Linked DNA regions of Cyprinus carpio: region 1 is linked to region 2. The links are chromatin contacts, called in public Hi-C maps. All regions are on one chromosome and are shown on one strand. Each heading gives the region's core, a stretch centred on a gene start, on an enhancer-like site or on the middle of the called end of the contact. The rest is flanking DNA. Distances are from core to core; before and after follow the strand shown.

Region 1 (7,169 bases), core at 2,675-5,174, 44 kb before region 2:
TAACAACATGTACTACATGGTTTTGACAGAAATTTAATCTAAATACAAACTCTTTACTACAATGGTAATCTTCATATTCTGAAAATATGCAGTTGCATTAGCTAAATGAAGTACATTAGATCTGTATATTTAGCAAGCAGGACATATTTTTAAGAGATTTCTCACAAAAGCATTAAAGCCAGTTGGATCTTTCAGATGTGCTGCTGTGAGGTCTGTGTTTTTAGAAGAAAAGAGATTTATTTGTGTCTGGACCTTCAAGCCTGCTTTTCCTGACAATGTTCAACTTATTAAAACCAGTAATATAAAAACGCTGAATCATAATAGGATGAATCATAGGTCATTTCACCCAGTTATTTGACAGCACATTTAACCATGTGTAACTATATTACAGACAGATACAGTGATATTACAGATACAATCCACCCATCAGGGGTCCGGTTTAACCTTCCAGTTCATCCAAATAAAACTATCACACAATCCTTCATGGACGTTCACCCCGATACACAGCACAGCTCTTTGCGTCACAATTTTCCTTTCATTAGCTGGAAACAATAATGTCTATCCACAAAGCTGTTTCCTGCCTTTGACCAAACTGGCCCCCTATTTCTCTGGAAAGGCACTGCTTTGTGCACTGGTGCTCTGTTTATGAGATATTCCACAGGAAGATTTCCAGTTAATGTTTTTTCTAACTCTCGGGTCGTGTGAAATTTACCCTAACATCAAATAACTGAAAGATAATCTGTGGCAGTACTGTTGGAGCGCTGATTTATTATATTATAATAAAATGAATAGTTGCAGTCCTGACTTAATTTGAAGCAGAACTTGGCTAAACTGCAGCATGCATGTCCTCAGATACATCAGCAGAGAGAAGTCAAATTATACCATTAAAAATACAACAATAATAATAAAAGATGCATGAACAGATGAATCACTCACAAAAGGATTATCATGCATTAAGAAACTTTTCATGCATTAATGTGTCCATTTTTATTTAATGCAGACTTTATTAAAACAAACTTACACCAGTAAGCAAGTACATCAGTGCCTAGTGCAATTTCCCCTCTGCAGTAGCTTTCAAATGTCATGTGCACTTCTGTGCAGGAAGTCTTTCATCTCGTTTACTTTTGCTGCAATAGAATTTTATTGTACTTGTTGAAATTAAGCATGATTTTCTCTAATCTCTCACTTGGCATTAAATAAGACTCAATCTTTAACTTTACCAGTAAAAAGCAGCAAAGTATGTTCAATGTGCAAAGAATGCTCCTGAACTGAAATCTCTATAAAGGACTTTTAGGCCTATGCTTTTTTCTTGCACCGTTATTTTATTCATCACTCACCATTTTTGTCTTTCTCATTTTGTTTGACCCACACTTGAGATCAGTAGTGCTGACACTGCACACGTTGAGGCAGAAATACTTTGTGTTGTGGTCAACGTGAGCAGGAAATGCAGAAGCTGCAGGAAGCCTGACTGGCTAAGAATAGCGCTTACTGATGGAGTGAATCTACTTGAACAGGAAATTGCTTCCTCCGTGCCGCAGCCCTCGCCCTAAACCGGTCCTCAACCAACAGGACTTCTGCTTTCAAAAACCTATTTTGCTGATTGCAGTGATTTTACACTGCTTGCAGTTCAGACAAAAAATACATGTACATTCAATTGAACCATGATTTTCAAACCCAGAAAAAAAATGCATTTATCTTCTAAATATATGTTTTCTGTTCCATAAAGTGGAGTTACTATGTGTTTTTTCTTTAAAAATAATACTACATGAAGCATACTCTTGTGAAAGTGTTTTTCATTTACTGAATGTGCACTTAATAGTGTTCTTTAAAATAATAAAAAATATATATATTTTTAGAAATGGCAAATAATATAATATACATAATATACATATATTGTAAGGTCACTTAGACTTTCATGACTGCTTCTTAATACACACAAGTTTTTGTAATATTATCTATTTAAAAGTTTCACTTTGAAGTATGTTTTAAATAATTACATCTCTTGTCATGATTTAAACTAAAGCACACTTGGTTGGTGTCAGGATTATGTCTTGTGTAACTGTGTTTTTCATTGATTTTCCAGAGGTTTTGTTGATGAATTAAAAATGAAACAATGGTAAGATAATGGTAAGTTTTCTTGGTTAAAGTGCTCTTATTGAGGGGAGATATGAGAGAAATAACATTCTAAGTGTAATCCAGTCAAATAATTAGGTAAATGTTCAGATGTTGTTGATTAAATCGGTTGAACACTCTTTCACATGTCATACAGCACAGCAGTTTAACATCTCGGCCCATCAAAGTGATGTACAGTGTTTGTAATATTAACTGCGTGCGTAGCTTCTGCCCTGTGCCAGAACAATTAAGACTATACACCAGATAGCGAAAGGAGGCTTCCCATGAGGGATGGAAACCCTCTGAATGGTCAGATCTACCCGGAAAATGAATGCATTTGTGTTTAAATCCCAAGGTTTTTTTTTTTTTTTTTTTTTAAATAAAAACCACTTGTAATGATCACTGTTTTAAAAAAAAATCAAAATCAAATAAATAACATGGAAAATCTATTCATATGAATACACTTATTGTGCCCTGTTTTTCAGGATTTTTTCAGTCATTGCAGCAGTGATGGAGCCGGAGCAGATTTAAGTGCCTGCCTGACATATAGTTTTTGCAAGTACACACTGCTTTGAAATTGTTTATTGATCTCTGACTGTTAAAGCCAGACATCAAGTGCCATCATAAATGACAAATTTAACAAACCTAAATTTAGCCTTAGGAGCTTCAGAAGTGTGTGCAGAGCCTTAGGTGCTACACAAAGCATCTTTCCTCTTTCATATGATGCTTATGTCATTATCTTCTTCTTCTTTTGATGAATAGGAATAAAAGTATCCTACAATTCTAAAGTAACCTACTAACTTCTCACTGCTCGTTTTAATTAGATGGGCCACTTTTGCTGATGTGTAATTGTGGGCAATTCTGTTTTTTAAAGCTTATACTTCTTTGAATTATTGTATTCATGAGCGCACATGAATGCTGTGATTATGTCAAATTTTCTTTTAAACTCTGTATTTCATTTAAACTTTTTTCCTGAACTTTACAGTAGGTGTATACAATTCATATAATGGTGATGACCAATAATGATAACATTTGATAACATAAATAGACTGCTCATGAGTTGACATGCGCAACAAAACTACATTTCCCATAAATCTCTATGACACGCATGCATTTTTTTTTTATTCTTCATTTTGTTTTATTTATTGCTATAAATATTTTCTGTCTTTGTCAGTAAGTTAAAATATAAGTCGCTTTGGATAAAAGCGTCTGCTAAATGACTAAATGTCTAATGTCTAAAATATATATTTGTATATTTTTATTTTTATTTTATTTATTTTTTTGTTACCAAAATCACATCAACATGGCATACTGGGTTTCCAGAGCTGTTTAAAGATTACTACGGTACTTTTTAATGTGTTGCTAATTGGTTTCTTAATTGGTTTTCTTAAGTTCTGGTCAAAAGAGGCCACTTCCAAGACTTCATATTGACTCTTGGGTCCCTCCTTCATTGTAGTTTTGATACTTCAGTGATACTTCAAGTCATTAAGCTTGTTGAGGTGATGTCTGGACATATTGTGTCGAAATTTTTTGACATAGTAATACTAATAATAACCCGAATAAATAAATAAACTATTGTCTTTGGACTGGGAGTTTTGAGTTCTGAAAAATTGTTACAGTATGATTTCATAGATTGCGACATAAATTTCAAAAGATCAAGACCCCTTTAATTTCTGTGACACTGCACGTAGCAGGTAATTTCCCAAAGGAGTCCCTTCCCTTTAGCCCTTCCCACTTTTTGCAGACGACTCCGCCCATCGACCCGGACGCCCCTCCCTCTCATCCTCCCACAGATTCCCGCCACTCCCTCTCTCATAGAGTCTATTAAGTGGCAAAAATTCAGGACAGAAAATGGCGACGGCGGGGAGCCGGACGTTGTCGTTAGGCGGATTATTAGACTCCAGTAGCGGCACAAGCGTCGGGAACGGACTTCAGGACAGTTCCAGCGGCTCTACACTTTCGAACAGCAGCGGGAAAGTGAAGAGAAATCCCGGGGAGAGTTCGCAGTGGAGGCGGAAGGTGAGGAGCGTGGATCTGGATAAATGCGAGAGCGGGACCGCAGCGCTGCACCTCCTCACGGTGTCCGGTCCCGGCTCGATCCAGACCGCATTACTGCAGCAGAGCCTCGCCGAGCCGCCGCTCGCAGAGAAAACCAGCGATAACCCGTGTCCCAGTGCTCAGGAATGGACGAGGAGCTCTTTAAAGAGCAGCGAGAGTCCAGGCGCTGATCATGGAGGGACTGCTGCGGACGTGAACGCTTCACACAACAGGTAAAAATAACCCCCAAACTCTTCTTCAGACGCGTTTCTGTCGTAAGATGCATTTGGAGAAACTTTACACGTTAGCGATATAACGTTAGCTAAACTTCTCTCGGACAGAGCTCCTTGTTTGGTAACTTATGTGTGTGAAAGATTAAGTGTGAGAAACTGAATACAGTCTCACTGAAAGTGACAGTTATAACTCAGGCGATTTAAAAAATCTCCAACGGTTTCTTTATTTTTGCTTTTCTGAAAGAACCGTTTAAAAGTGCAGGCTAAACTAGTTAAAAGTTTACAAATAAACCGATATCTAATTTAACGCTCACGACTTGGTTTAAAAAAGTTGTTTGAAAAAACGTACGTTAGCTGACAAACACACATCTGATTGTATATTTTCCCCTTTATGTTTTGCTTATTTGTATATCGTTGTCGTTATAAAGTCATAAGTACAATAGACAACAATATATTGTATGGGTCAAAATTATCAATTTTTCTTTCATGCCAAAAATCATTAGAATATTAAGTAAATATCATATTCCATGAAGATATTTTGTGGATTTACTATCGTAAATATTTAAAAAAATAATTTTTGATTAGTGTCAAAAATTGATTAGTTTTCATTTGGACAACTTTAAAGGCGATTTTCTCAGTAATTAAGATTTTTTTGCTTCCTCAGATTCCAGATTTTCAAATAGTTGTATCTCAGCCAAATCTTGTCTTATTTTCCTAAGAAACTATACATCAATGGAAAGCTTATTTATTCTGCTTTTAGATGATGTACAAATCTAATTTTCAAAAATTGAGCCTTATGACAGGTTTTGTGATTCAGGGTCACGTGTGTGTTTCTAATGTTGCATATGTTCAGTTCATATTCGAGTGTGCTGTCGGAGCCCGAGTCTCATGTTCAGCTCTGTGTTATGATGATGTGTGAATTTCATGAGCGTCTGCTGGTTGACTGGCAGTTGTTTTCAGCTGGAAGACTGCAAGCGCAGGATTTGCTGCAATATGAGCTGCAGGCTTTGAGACTGTAAAGATAATGAGAGATGAACCTAAACCTGAAACCTAAAAAAACTGCTGGAGAAAAAAAAATGCATGCCTTTGTGAGCTCGGTTTTCCAGGATAATACTTGAGAGTTACTAAAGTCTCTTCTGAGCACACACAACTCTTACGTGAGATAGTGCTGTCACCTGATTACATCCAAAATAGAAGTTTTTGTGTATATCATATATGTGTTTGTACTGTGTATATTCATTATGTAAATGCACGCGCATGCATGTATACATTTAAGAAAAATTTTACGTTTACATATATTTAATATGAATATATACATGTAAATATTTGCTAAATATATGTGTTTATTTATATACATAATAAATATACCCATTACACACACACACACATATATTATGTAAACAAAAACTTATTTTGGATGCAATCAATCATGATTAATCATTTGACAAGACTAGTTTAATGCTTGTTATTTCCTGTTACATTATTAACTATATAAATAACCAGTGCATGAGATGTTTAAATTTGAGATATTGATGTTTAAATGTGAATAAAGCAAAAGGGTTAAAGGGTATGGTTAGTCACATGGTGTTACCTTTAATTAGCCTGGTTGTTTTTCCAGTTTTATCCTCTGTCTCTTTGGTGTTTCTGAGCTATAAAGGGATTGACAGTGACTCCAAACCAATGTTTTACGTCACTGAGCTTATTCATTTACCACTGTTCCCCTCAGGTGAGAACAGGAGCATCAGTCATTGTGTGTTCATGTGTCCTGGAGTCACTGTTACAGGTGACACAGTCCTGATGAGAACAACAGGTGTTGAACCGTGCCTGTTTCTGACACTGCTGTTGAAGCAGATGTTCTCTTGAGTAATAGTAGGACAACTCATCCGCTGAAAATGTTTTCATAGAGAGATCAGTGCATCTCCTTGAGCTGTTTTTGATTGTTAAACGTAAGAAAGTGTGAACGTTATACACCACTGTCGGCACCAAAATAAAATATAATAATGGTTGTTTTCGAACTGGTTTCCTAAACACTCTGCCAGTTTTTTATTAGACGGCAAATTGAATTCTTCTGCTCCAAACTCACAGTTGGTTGAGCTGGTATTGCTGTGTCGGGCTGGTTGGGATTCTCAAACAAACACAGTAATGTTTTGATGCCACATAGACACAATGTTTAGACTTTTTGTGGGAATCAGCCTGGCTGATATTGTCTTAGTGGGGCAGGTGGACGTATTGAAACATGGAAAAAAAAAAGTGACATTGGGGGTCCATATTATACAAAGATTAATAATGGCTTGACAGCTGAGCTCGCAGAGAAAACCTTAAGGCAGCGTGACTTTGGGTCTACGCTTGGCCACTCCATGCATTTTTTTGACTGGATGGTGTTTCGAAACGCAGATTGTAGTCTGATCGTACAAACCTCTTCAGGAGGTAGTTTGAGGCTCGTGCATGCATCTGCAACTCAACTCTGTTGAATTTGCAAATAGCGTGGGTATTGAAACACTGATTTATATTTATGTGGCGAAGTGTAAACAGAAGCGTTTTAACAAACTGGATCAGAGAAAATGCACAAAGTGAAAAATGCAAATAGGCCCTTATGATTTTTGTTTACATTTGTTGCAGCAAACTTTCTTCCAGATCTAGATGATTTCCAAAGACCTTGGAATATTAAATGTGATTTATTACAGTAGTCATTCGTTATGTCATTTGTGAATGCGGACTGAATTGCTTAATATTTCTCAGCAGACATGCAATCGGAGCTTGACATTGTGAAACAGCGGCGTGGTTTTC
Region 2 (7,694 bases), core at 835-3,334:
AATGGCTCTTCGGCGGCTGTCACATGACGTGAGCGGCGCCCTCCTCTTAGCCAATGGCGAGCATTCATTGGCCGGGGCGGGTGCGGGGCTTGGGACAGCTGCAGGGGAGGTGTCCGGAGACGTGGTGGTGGAGTCCTGCTGTAGCGTGCTCTCCATGGTCTGCGCTGACCCCGTCTACAAAGTCTATGTGGCAGCACTGGTGAGATGCTACACCTCTGTATTCTTGACACCACCCTTGCCTCTGCTAAAGTGTGTGGCAGGGTTTCTGCACGTCTTAATCCACCCTTCTGCAAATTAATGCCTTAAAAGACTTCAATCAGAGCAGGAAGACTTAAATTCAGGAAGTCATGGCATTTAATGTTGCATGAAGTGAAAAATGTATATCTTGCTCAGTATTGTTGATTTCCAGTACAAATAATTTTCTTTACTTGCTCTTAAAAAGCTCTTTAAAAAGTCTTAAATTTACCTTCATCAAACCTGCAAGAATCCCTGATCTAAAGGCAGATTTAGGACACATATAAATAGTGTCAAAATACAAAAACATCACAACAATACTGTATTGTACAGTAGTACAATAGCACATTGCCTGTTAGACATGACAATGAATCAGTGTGTGCATTAATCAGGCTGCACTGGTTTCATGCGCTACATCTCAGGTTACATGCATAGCGTACGTGCTTTCGGAGTTGTTTAAGCACTTATGTGAAGCAGAAGTCTTTATTATTCAAATGCTCCAGTCTTTATTATGCCCAAGTGTCGTGCATGCTGACTGGTGAAGTGCTGTCACATGCGTTCTCCCTTGACCAGTGTTTCACATGTCTGACCGCTGCTGTGATCATGTGTACACTTCAGTCACATGAGACGCTTACAGCGTGATGCTTCTGTTATGATCATAGAGAGATTGCACAGTGCTGGGAAGGAAATTGCACAATACTGCACCAACTCTTCACCAAGAGCTCCTACAGTCATCAGGTTAAAGTAGTCTCGCGTCAAAACATTGTCTTGGTACCCTTTTGTCTTTAGCTTTGTCGAATTCAGTTTTTAAGCGCTAATGTGGATGTTTGCGTGAGCTGGTCTTAATTGAGGCACATTCAGAAAAGTCCTGCTCTGTAGAGTACAGTCCAGTTGATCTCCATCATGCCAAGGACACATCCAAACTGGGCTGGATGATATAGCTAAAAATCTCTATTTCTCCACATTTTTACTATATTCGAAATGTATTTAAATATATTTGCTTTTGTTTGTCACCCACGAAAGACAAGATTGTTGTTATGAAGTACATTGTTTATTTCTAAAAATAATCTTATTAAACCTAATTTAAACAAATAATTTTAATCTAATTAGAAAATATCTATACATAGCATTCACTTTCTGTTTTCTAGCAAATAAACACAAAAGAAGCATTTATAATATATTTATTTAAAGGTAACAATATAAAGAAATTGTACATAAAGTGCAATCTTTATGCTTCAAAAACATGTAAATAGAAACCATTGATGCTCTTCACTTAGTGCACCACAAACAAATACTCCCGATCACTTTGAGGCTGTCATACTCATGAGATGAAAAATGGCTTACAGTATTTAGAAAGCTAAACTAAACTTAAAACTTTATCATTAACACTGTTCAGCCAATAGAAAAATGACAAAATTCCCAAGAAATAAAACAGAAATCAGGCCATTAATGCTTTTTTTAACTTTTGCCAAAATGTTCATTTTTGTTCTGGCTGATATCCATGTATTTCTGCTAGATATAAAAGCAGTCTAGATAAGTTTTTTCCCTTTGGTCAACTTTGATCGGAGGTTATCAGAACCGTACTGAGTTCTAAAGTGCAACAAACCACGCTGGCTAGTTTTAAAGTTCACTTCAAACCAGGAAGTCTGGAAACAGCGGGGATCCTCAGACTGAAGCTGGAAAAGAAAGGTTTCTTTTTTCTTTGTCTCTTAACCTATTTCTCTTCCTTTAAAAAAACAACAAAAAAACAATAGCTCTTGCTGCTTGGACTTCTGGGATGGTGTTTTTCCCTCGGGCTCTGTGCTCCAGTGAGCCGCCTCTATGAAAAAAACAACAAGCGTTTTGTCTTTTCGGGGCTTTCCAGCAGTTTTCCTGTGTTCCTAGAACACGCACCAAAAAGAGGGCCATCTCTATGAACTAAAAATACTACAGACTAAAGCTTTCGGGATGTTACCTTGTGTTAGACTGCTCTGTAAACACTACAGCATAGTGACGTTTATCTGAAGTCTGCTTATGTATTAAATGCGGCGAGTTAAAATGTCACGTTTCACTATTTATTCTTGACTTGGAGTTCTTTTTTTGCAGGGAGAAGAGCATTATTTGAGCCTTTAGTGTTGTGTGAGTGTGTAGGCGGTAGAATGTGTTTGTTTTCAGGAGGGAGTGTATGGTGGGTTAATCAATGCCGGGCCGCGCTCCAGTGCGATGTGCTATCAGTCACCACTCCCAGCTCTCTCTGGAGTCGGGTCAGGGTGAACCGTTTCTCACACTCACTGTACTGCACTGTTGGTGTAGAGTCCAGTGCTTCTAGACTGGAGCATCACAGCCTTGTCCTGACCGCAGTGTTCATGCAAATAATAAAATACAGCTGAACATATACTTGTGTGTGTAGGCTAACATAGTAAAGAGGCTTATCAACTTTCAAAACTTAACTACCACTTAACTCTTTTATTGCTGATGTCAATTACAAGTCACTTTGTAAAAGCTAGGCAAGTTAACCAGGTTGTGTGACTTGAAGAAACCTTTAGAAACTTAGCACTCAAAACTAAACAAATATTATGCTCCGTGTATGGCTGCATGTTTTGGAATTTAAAAATTAACTGAGATTTTTCGGATTATTGTGATTTATTTAATGTTGTTGTCATTGTTTTTTAATAAAAGCTCCATGTTTGCTGTACTTGTTGGTAGGGCTCTGCAATTAGGCCAAAAATGTTGTAATTTAATGTTAAATGTAAAATGAGTATAATAATAGTTGTTGTTTTAATAGTTTAATAGTTTAGTTGTTTAGTAGCATGCCTATTATTAAAACATTATCTGTTTATTAGTGTTTATAAAGCACATATTCTGCATGAGCATATTCTACATCTCTAATCATACCCAATACCTAAACCTAACAACTACCTAACTAACTATTAATAAGCAGCTAATTAGGAGTTTGAGGCAAAAGTCGTAGTTAATGGTTTGTTTATAGCGAGAATTAGACCTTAAAAGAAAGTGACCAATTCATAGTTTTTAAATGTTAAATGATTAAGCTTTTATTTTGGCAGAAAACCCTTAAAGCTACTTTTTGTTTAGAACAGCAGCTAATTTATATGCACTTTCAATATTTCAGCTAATTGCACAACTCTCTTTGGGTCATGAGGCTAAAGCAACAGAAAACTTAAACTGAAGACTAGAGAAGCCACAACACAAGCCACAGTCCTGAACATGGCAACATTGTTTGTTTTTGCTTGTGTTGATCCATGTTAAGAGTTGTTGTTTGTTTCAGAAAACCCTGCGAGCGATGCTGGTCTACACCCCCTGTCACTCTGTGTCCGAGCGGACGCGATTACAGCAGCTGCTGCGGCCCGTGGTGGAGACCATCCTGCTCAAGTGTGCAGACGCTAACATCAAAACACCTAACAAAAGATATGACATAGATCAAATTTTACAACAAACAAAAAAAAAATGAACAAACTAATAGACAAACGCCCTGGTCTGAAGTTAACAAGCTATCACCACCTAGTGGCCAGGCGCTGTAACAAACACAGTTGAATAATACATTTTAGTGTTTGCTGAAGTGCTGAAATTATTATTATATAATATATATATATTTTTTATTTATTAATTTTTTTTTTTTTTTTTAAGATTTTTAATATGAAATCAAAATGTGTACTAATTGCTCCACCACACATCTTCCTGGTCTAATTGTGAATGATTTAGGTGTGCGTGTTATTCTAAAGGTAATAATGGTTGTCTTTTATAATCTTTCTTTGTTGTGGGCATCACCACACACTAATATTTTTCAATTCTGCTTTTTTTTATGAGCAAGTATCAGACTTATTTGCAATATTATCTCTGTTCAGAAAAAGAATTCACCCTATATCAGTTCAGAAAAAGGCCTCACATTGTTGTTTACTTTGAAAGCTCTTTTGGAGTGAGTTAACTGAGTGTGTGTGTGTTTTTTGTGCTTGTAGTCGCACCAGTCAGCTGTCCGTCTCCACTCTGCTGGAACTGTGCAAAGGGCAGATGGGGGAGCTCGCTGTGGGAAGAGAAATCCTCAAAGCAGGTACAAATCATATTCCACACTTTCACACTGTATATTACGAGCATAAGTATACCACGTAGAATACTGCATAAGTATGCAAATCGTGATTCACATATACATTAGCTTTGTGTGAGAAACGGGAAGCTTACATTTGTTATTGACACTCCACCATAGCACTCAAAATCTTACTTGTGTATGCCAAGACCTGTCACAGACATGGTAGAAGATTTATAGTGAATAATAAGTATACCTCTCATGAAGCTATTATAAATGCCTTGTATAAAATAGTACTTTAAAACACAGGTTTGGAATGAGTAATGAGTTTTTAAGGAACTGTTCCTTTTTGCAGGCATTCTTTTCTTCTCTTTCTCTCTGTAATATTTAAATAAAGATGTTTTCATCTCTGATTGTCCATCAGGCTCTATTGGTATTGGTGGAGTTGACTATGTCCTGAACTGTATCTTGGGCTCTAAAACGGAGGCCAATAACTGGCAAGCACTGCTGGGTCGGCTGTGTCTGATCGACAGGCTCTTACTGGAGTTTCCTGCTGAATTCTACCCTCATATCGTATCTGGTGGAGACTGCAACCAGGCCCAAAACGTTGTGGAGAGGTACAGAAATGCATCCAAATCTTACTGTGCTTCTGTTCTTAATTTATTTAATATGAACTATTATAAAAGTTTATCATTTTTGCAACCCTGTAAACACATTTTTATAAATAAGTCATTACATTAAACTCAAAAAATAAAAATAAAAAAAAAAAAAAAATTAAATTAAAACAATACATTTTAATTAAAAAAATGTGTTCCAGAACAAGTATCAGGATTGTAGATTTAACCTTAGTCTAAAACAGCCAAACAAACACAAAACATCAAAAATTAAACCCAAAGCAGCTTTGATTGGCTAAGGCCGCCCAAATGGCTGTGTGACCGATGTTTAAAGCAGCCAATCAAAGTCGATGCTTCTAAAATTAAACGGTGTTTCCTCCCTGGTCCAATTTCAAGTTTTTCTCGTTGGCGCCATGTTGCGTGTTTGCACATGTACAAAAATATCTCATTCAGGAAGTAATGTAAAACACACATGACCCGGTTACCCCTCCCACTTCTGATAGTTTTACTGAGATTTCTAATCCCGTGCGAATTGTAATATTACAGACGTCCTGTGGTAAAATTACATTACCCCATAAAACTAATCCAGTCCGAATAGGGCTAAAGAAAGGGACACACACTTCTACCGATAAACCGATAGTATTCCACCAATCAGATGATGACTGCAAAACTCACGTTTTGTATGCCTTATGTATCAGACAACAAAAAAGTTTTGAAAAAACTTAAAAAAAAAAAAAATTTTTAAAAAGTAACTCAGATATTTTGTTGTAAATGTAAAAGTATTGCATTACTTTACTAGTTACTTGGAATAAGTAATCTGATTAGACATCAGTTTCTGAACTAAAAAGTAAAGGGAAACCGGTTTGCACCCTCTTTATGCAAGGTCCTTTACTCAAAATTTTGCATTTGTTTTGACTTTGTAGGTATCAGAAGCTGCTGCCTCTTCTGAGTTTCGCGCTGCAGTCCATCGATAACTCTCACTCCATGGTGGGTAAACTCTCTCGCCGGGTCTTCCTGAGCGCCGCTCGTATGGTAGCGCGTGTGCCTCATGTCTTCGTTAAGCTCCTGGACATGCTCAACATCACCAGCTCCACTCACTACACCCGCATGCGCCGGCGTCTCCTGGCCATCGCAGAGGAGATGGACATCCTGGACGCCATCCATCTGGGACTAGACGACCTACAGACTGGGCACAGTTCCCACTCCAGCGCTTTCCTCGGACCTGCAGCCCCCCATAACTCCCCGTGCACGACCGAAAGAAGCTCTCCCACCCCTGATCTACAGCAGCCCACCGCCAAGGTGGCGCTTTCAGGTCAAGCCAGTTCTGCTCCTGTGGACGATATAACAGAGAGACTCTCAAACGTCGTCACAAGCCCTGCTGAGTTTCCAAAGCCCCCCGTTCAACCCCGAAACAGACCCGTGAGTCAGTGTTTGAACTCCCCCTCATCCGGTCAACCCCCAAACCTTCCTTCTCTGTCCATGGCCAACGCCTCAGCCTTCCCTCCAGAAAACCCCAAAGCCCTGCCACAGAGTTTTATGCCCAGCAAACTCACCCAGTCCTCACTGAATACCCAGTGTAAGTTGCCTCTGCAGAGGGGACTAAACGGAGGCGTCTGTAAGGAGCCGGAGAAGCTGCCTTCGCCCGTGTTTACCCAAGCTCGACCACTAAGTCAGATCCACCGGCCCAGACCCTCTCGCCCCTGTCCCGCTGCCTCATCCGAAGGAGCTAAAGCTTTAAGCCCAGGATCGAAGAGCAACATGAAACTGGACCTTCAGGAGATCCGGTCCAGAGACGACGTGGTCTGCAGCGGCGGATCCGCTTTCATCCCCAGCGAGGACTCGGTATTCACTCCAGTGGAGGAGAAGATTCCCGGTCTGGACGCCTCGGCCGATCTCAGCTCCAGCATGGAGGACCTGTTGGAAACCTCCATCCCCGCGGCAAACAGCACAGTCACCTTTCAGTCTGAAGTGGCGGTGCTGTCACCAGAGCAGGCGAACACGAGCGACGACACGTACAGCGAAGACGTGACCCAGAACCAGAAGTGCAAGGAGAAGATGGAAGCTGAGGAAGAGGAGGCGCTGGCGGTGATCATGGCCATGTCTGAGTCACAAGACGCCTTGCCTGTCATCCCACAGTTACAGGTGGAGAAAGAAGAGGACGTGATCATTATTCAGGTGGATGTAAGTGCATGATCATAGTAAACTTTGCCCAAAAATGAGGGTGAATTGTTTGTACACTGTCACAAAAATAATTTACCAGAACATGTCACTGGAGCAGTACCCTTAAGAGGACAACGTTGTACCTTATCTACTATTATAGGGACAGTTGTGGCCTAATGGTTAAAGAATTATAAACTTGTGAAGGTTGCAGGTTCAAGTCTCAGTACCAGTAGGAAATCTAGGTAGGGGAAGTTAACAAACAGTGCTTGGATAGGTGACATGCAGAGGACAAATTCAGAGTATGGTTTACCATACATGGCCTTGGCATCACTTCATTTTACTATTCGCCAATAAAACCAATAATATCCCCTCATAAGGTGCTACAATGAACCTTTTAGCAGTAAATAAGGTACAAAGATGTTCCTTTCAGGGTACTACCCCAGTGGCCAGCTGTTGTACCAATTTAGCTTCAATTTTTCCCCCATTTTGCTTTCCATGGTCAGACACCAGAGACTCTGCCTGGTCATACCAAAGCAAAGCAGCCATACAGGGAGGGCAAGGAATGGCTCAAAGGTCAGCAGATTGGCCTGGGTGCCTTCTCGTCATGTTACCAGGCTCAGGATGTGGGCACTGGCACTCTGATGGCTGTCAAACAGGTGAGAATATCA

What was found. Hi-C and Micro-C count contacts between places; a contact is called where the count stands out from the background.
Region 1: a Hi-C map of liver shows a contact between it and region 2, with 7 times the contacts expected there. The contact joins the promoter of map3k1 here to the enhancer-like site in region 2. A contact is called at or near these places in 7 of 8 Hi-C or Micro-C datasets (liver and skeletal muscle).

Annotation. Positions count from the first base shown.
Region 1 is chrB10:3,102,296-3,109,464 of ASM1834038v1, reverse strand. map3k1 (mitogen-activated protein kinase kinase kinase 1) reads left to right here and starts at 3,924. Exons shown (of 20, transcript XM_042732111.1): 1 at 3,924-4,382. The coding sequence starts at 3,964.
Region 2 is chrB10:3,056,376-3,064,069 of ASM1834038v1, reverse strand. It overlaps map3k1 (mitogen-activated protein kinase kinase kinase 1), which reads left to right. Exons shown (of 20, transcript XM_042732111.1): 10 at 1-199; 11 at 3,500-3,619; 12 at 4,186-4,279; 13 at 4,677-4,869; 14 at 5,790-7,047; 15 at 7,530-7,682. Among protein-coding and RNA genes, the nearest start is that of hmgcs1, 18 kb to the right of the region's middle. Within about 2 kb of position 2,084, at least 2 of the 8 cell types and tissues checked have an H3K27ac peak or open chromatin away from gene starts, as enhancers often do. A contact at or near this core is called in liver, where this site is marked.